Linked DNA regions of Hordeum vulgare: region 1 is linked to region 2. A link is a contact called in public Hi-C data. All regions are on one chromosome and are shown on one strand. The core of a region is the stretch at or near the end of the contact, and the rest is flanking DNA. Distances in the headings are between cores, read along the strand shown.

Evidence for each region. A called contact is a pair of places that touch in the nucleus more often than the background predicts.
Region 1: a Hi-C map of seedling shows a contact between it and region 2, with 3 times the contacts expected there. The contact joins the promoter of LOC123403216 here to the promoter of LOC123403091 in region 2. A contact is called at or near these places in 2 of 6 Hi-C or Micro-C datasets (leaf and seedling) and 1 of 1 datasets of contacts at active chromatin or transcription factors (embryo).

Annotation. Positions count from the first base shown.
Region 1 is chr6H:493,664,143-493,666,842 of MorexV3_pseudomolecules_assembly, forward strand. LOC123403216 (nudix hydrolase 18, mitochondrial-like) reads left to right here and starts at 1,296. Exons shown (of 2, transcript XM_045097166.1): 1 at 1,296-1,871; 2 at 1,975-2,540. The coding sequence starts at 1,311. The coding sequence ends at 2,076.
Region 2 is chr6H:493,413,384-493,416,084 of MorexV3_pseudomolecules_assembly, forward strand. LOC123403091 (actin-histidine N-methyltransferase) reads left to right here and starts at 1,273. Exons shown (of 5, transcript XM_045097060.1): 1 at 1,273-1,742; 2 at 2,557-2,701. The coding sequence starts at 1,358.

The sequences.
Region 1 (2,700 bases), core at 46-2,545, 250 kb after region 2:
ACCGCCCTCCCGCATGCTTCACTCTAAGTCCGAAGGAGATCGAGCAGTTTTTCACCTGCCTCGTAGGAGTAAAACTTCCTTACGGTTACGCGGGGAAGATAAGCAGATACCTAGACTTAACGAAGCAGAAGTTCAGCGGGATGAAATCTCACGACTGTCACGTGTTGATGACGCAGATACTTCCAGTTGCAATCGGCGGGATCATGGACGCGCACTTGTGTGAAACGCTATTTGGCCTATGCAACTTTTTCAACATCATCTCTCTAAAGTTGGTTGGCGTGAGGCAATTCAGAATGAATTGATATAATAAAAATATATTTATTGTGTGTGTAAAAATAGTAATTTGGTACAAAGTTGTGCTAAAACAACGTCTATTAATGTGGATAGGAGGGAGTGGTTTATTCTAGTATAAAATCTTGTCAAACTTTGGCATCATTAATTCGATTAAAGACGAGACTCATTTCCCTACCAAGCAAAATGGTCATGTGTGTTTTCTCTGACAAGTGTTATCCCTTATTGTATGGTAACCATGGCTCCACATTGGTCACCCCATGTACGTAAAATCCACGTTGTATGAACGCACAACTCTTGCCAGCCTCCAAAGTTGAAAATAGTGCACATAAATTTTCTTATGTTTGCAAGTTGAAAATCGTGCACACATTTTCCCCCATGTTGCAGGTAAACATCTTGTCTTTCCTTTCGCAAATAATGTTATACAAATCCTAGATGATGCAACGGCCAGTAAAATTTTCAGTTTTTAACACAATACAGACGGAAACGTTCATATACACGTGTATATATTTTTCTTCAAACCGGGCTAAACGTGCATATTATGATCGTGCATACGTATGCCCTAACCCAATCGTCGAAAAATCTAAAAATAAATAATAAAAGCATTGAGACTTGAACCCTGATGGGTTAGGAATACCACTGTTTAATAGGACCACAGATTCGTTGGCACACAAAATTTCCATTGCAAGGTTGTGATCGGGCACTGCAATATGACTAGAAAGCAGGTATATAAAAGGAAAAGACCGTCACAAGTTTCCTAACATCGCCTTCGCACAAGGAGTAAACAACCGTTGGGGAAAGGAAAAGCCTTCCCTGTGCGTGAAACGCTGCGGCATGGCCTACCCTGGAACGGCAACCCTGGGCGGGGCACATGCGAGGGCCCGTACGCCGCGTCCACGGCCACAACCCCCAGCTAATCTTGTGCTGGTCCATGCTCCACCCCCACCCATGTTACCTACTCGTCGGCCCGCACCAGCCAGCCATACGGCAGCGGCAGCAGCAGCAATAACTCCATCTCCATGGACACCACACCACACCACACCACGCGCTCGCCTATTAATACCCCGGATGCTCACCTCCATGGCCGCAAACCAACAGCTGCCGCTTCTTGCAACCATCCATCCATCTCTCATCATCTTCTTCTTCTTGTTGTTGCAACGAAACGAGCGTCTAGCCAGCTAAAGATTCCAAGGATGGCCGTTCTTGTGGCGAGGCAGGGGCGCGAGCTGCAGCGGTACAGCGCGAGCACCGGCGGGCGCATCGTGGTGGGGTGCATCCCGTACCGGGTGCGCGAGGGGGAAGGCGAGGGCGAGCTGGAGGTGCTGGTGATCAGCTCGCAGAAGGGGCACGGCATGATGTTCCCCAAGGGCGGGTGGGAGCTGGACGAGTCCATGGACGACGCGGCCCGGCGCGAGGCCCTCGAGGAGGCCGGCGTCAGCGGGGACATGGGCAAGGTGCTCGGCTGCTGGCACTACCAGAGCCGCCGCTACCAGACCACCTACGAGGGCATCATGTACCCCCTCCGCGTCACCCACGAGCTCCAGCAGTGGCCCGAGATGGCCTCCCGCAACCGCACCTGGGTCAGCACACTTCCTCGCCTCCTTCAATCTAGCTGCTGCAAACTCAAATTAGGAGCCAAGAACATGCCTTCTAAACGTGTGATTTCCAATTGATTTTGAGCAGGCAACGGTGCAGCAGGTCATGGAAGGATGCCAGCACTGCTGGATGCGGGAGGCGCTCGAGGAGCTCGTCTCCCGGCACGCCAAGCCGCAGTCCGCCCTGTGAACGACCGAGCAAGCTGCAGGCGGGTGGGGGCTCGAGCGCGCGCGGCTCTCGCAAGAAAAAGGCCGGGAGCGAGCACCATCGTCCTCGTCGTCTCTCTCTCTCTCCTTTCCTCGGTGCAGCGGCAGGCCTGCCGGCGTGTCCGGTCTCGTACGACGACCGGATCGGAGCATATACTTGGCCGCCCTCACCGGAGCACGAGCGCGTGGACGCTTTCTTGCGGCGCAGAGTCGTCGTCGTCGCGGCAAATAATGGGGACGAACTTAGATAATGTGTGAGGTACTAGTAGAGATCGAACTCGAACGGGGCACGAAAACTTGACAAAAACACTGCCGAACGAACAGGCTCACGATTCTTTCTTTGCTTAGGGTCTGGGAGTGAAAGATGAATCAAACTGTAAATTATTTCTAGTGAAACCGCTTCTTGGTGGCACGATCGATCAATCAATCAAATGAGTACTGCTACTACTACTATTCTACCCTCGAAAGCACAGTAATAAAAAGATAAGAAGAAGAAAATCCACTGCCTCACACATCTGTTTCATCAGAAATAAAAGTTGCGCACGCCATTGGGCTTGCTCTAGGACAGCAACATCGATCTCGAGCACACGCTATTTCTTCCTCTCCG
Region 2 (2,701 bases), core at 23-2,522:
AAAGTGCGCGGACGCGGTAAATCCCACGAAGCCTAGGGAGTAGGCACAAAAATACTACAAAATGATCACATAATTTGGACTCATCAGCCGTTGTCGAATCCTAGGTAGAGGAGGGCCAACGGCATGGCTGCAGCAACGAGTGCCTTGTTCTCCATGATAACAGCCTCCTGTTTGGCGACCGAGGCGAGGGTGGCGGTGGCCACTACTTCCATCTTGCCGGCCTACACCTTCCTCTAACCAACCCTGTTTGACGACAAACCGACCCGCTGCACGGGTGTTAGCTCTTTCTTCTTGGACCGCGGCGTCTTTTGCGGACGCGGGGTTTGTCGATGGTGGAGCTGAGGCCGACGGCAGCGTCAGGGTTCGGTGCGTCGGGTTTGGCGCGTCGGCTATGGTGAGCGGGAGGGAGAGCGAGCGGACGGCTGGGGGATTAGAAAAAGTAAGGGAAATGGGGGTGGATATGCCACCGACTCGTAGATCAGGAGAGGACAAGGACAAGCGTTATGCGCGTCCGTGTCGATGCAAATTCTAACTTAAATTTGAATCTAAAAGGGAATCGTTTCCCACCCGCACGCCGGCCGAACCGACGTGCCGGTCGTCACCTCGCGCGCGCGGGCCCATGCAACATTTCTCCACCTGCGCGCTTCTCTGGTTAGTGGATGCAACATTTTTCATCTAAATTTATTGCAACCAGCATCATTTTTACTGTAAGCATTTTTTTACTATATTTTTGTCCCAGTAAAAAAGCTGCATATACGTTTGGTTGCAACTTCAGTTTGTCGGATTTTTCGTTACAATCGATGTTTTTTACTTTTGCTACAACTGTGTTAATTTTTGCTACAACCGGCATCATGTTTTGCTGCAACCGTTTATTAAAAAAGTTACATACACGTCACGTAAATATTTGTTACAACCCATGTTTGACTTTTGCTACCACGTACCATCAGCTTCTTTTTTTGCTACGATCAAGTAGATATTTTTTTTTGCTACAAATTTTGCTTTTGTTGTAACCGTTGAAAAAATTGCTGCACCGCATCGAAATTTTGCTGCATAGGGAAAAAAATGTTGAATACGGATCCAACGGTGCAGACGCGTAGGGTTGGTGAATCGTGCGGTCCGCGCGCGGCCGGCCGAAAGTTTGAACCGGGGCGCCGGCGCAGATCGCTCCCCAATCTAAAATGAATTACGCGCACGTAAAATACAAATGCTTGTCCATTTTCATGGACGGGTTGGGCCTCTTTGATCCGGACATGCGCTGGACAGTTTAGGTCGACGCCCTTACCTTTTCAGCCGTCTCCTCATCTGAAAAAACTGTCTCCTCCAGCCTCGTGCGCGCACGCCTCCACCTCCGCCGCCCATGGCCGCCGCCGCCGCGGGCGTGACGCCAGCGACGGCGCGGAAGGTCCTCGCGTCCACGACCTCCGCCCTCCTCTCCTCTTCACCCGCACTCCGCCGTCGCAGCTTGTCCTGCTCCGCCGCATCAGCAGCGACCGCCCCACGCATCGCGCAGCAGCCGCCGGACCTGCTCCGGTGGGTGCAGCGCGAGGGAGGTTTCGTGCACCCGGCTCTCCGAGTGTCTGATCACCCCGAGTATGGCCTCGGGGTGTCCGCCACGGCGGCCGACGGCGTCATCCCTCCCGGAGCCGTCCTCATTGATCTCCCTGGGCGCATCCCGCTACGACTCCGCCGCCCAGCCGATGCTGCGGACGCAGTACTGATGCAGCTCGCCGACCAAGTACCCGGTATTGGCCTATCTGGTTATGTTCCGCTAGTCCGTTATGTTCTAGGAATAATGTGGTAGCTTAATCGTGGTTGTAATTGGGAATGCATCGAACTAAAGATGCATTTTGGCAATACATTCAGAGCATAACTGGTAACAATGCGGGTTTTTTATTTTTGGCATCAGGGCGGCTCATCGGAAATCTTCTCTCGTAGCAGTAGGATTATTAACTTCTGAAAATAGGCATAGCATCGATGATGAATGCAATTTCATGGGCTAAATTATGCTCTCAACTGTTGCTGTTTTCTGTTGGAAGCTTCCAGTTGTGAAACCACAGTATGAAAACTAAGGATTCGTGAAACCTATTAGTCTCCAGCTTACGACTGTAGTTGATATAAGCTGAGACTGAGAAGAGTTCAGTGCTTAGTACACTAATTAGTATGATGTTCTAACTTAATTGACCTCAGGTTCAGTCTATTGGTCTTCTAGCTAAAAATGTAAAAGGCAGAATTCTAAATACCATATCGCTTACATGCATCTGTCTTTATTTTCTAAGTTCTTCCCACTATCTTTCCATGTTGAATTGTTTAAGCTTGGACTCATCTCTCATGTTGTTAACATGTTCTATAACCCATCCTTCTATGTAACTGATATTGCCTCGTGGTCGAATAGCTGCATGATGGAAAATTTATGTACGCATCTTCCTATCTCTGTTTAGTATATGAGGGAGATTTTTATTCTGTATTTTCTTTTCAGAACATAATTCCATTCTGCAAAACTAGGCAAACTATCTTTTTCTAAGTAGTAAATCGAATCTTGTGGGAAGCATGTGACAGAGGAACTGTGGGCAATGAGACTGGGCTTGAGGTTGCTTCAAGAGAGGACAAAATTCGATTCGTTTTGGTGGCCATATATCGCGAACCTGCCAGAGACCTTTACCGTACCAATCTTCTTTCCAGGGGAAGACATAAAGAACTTGCA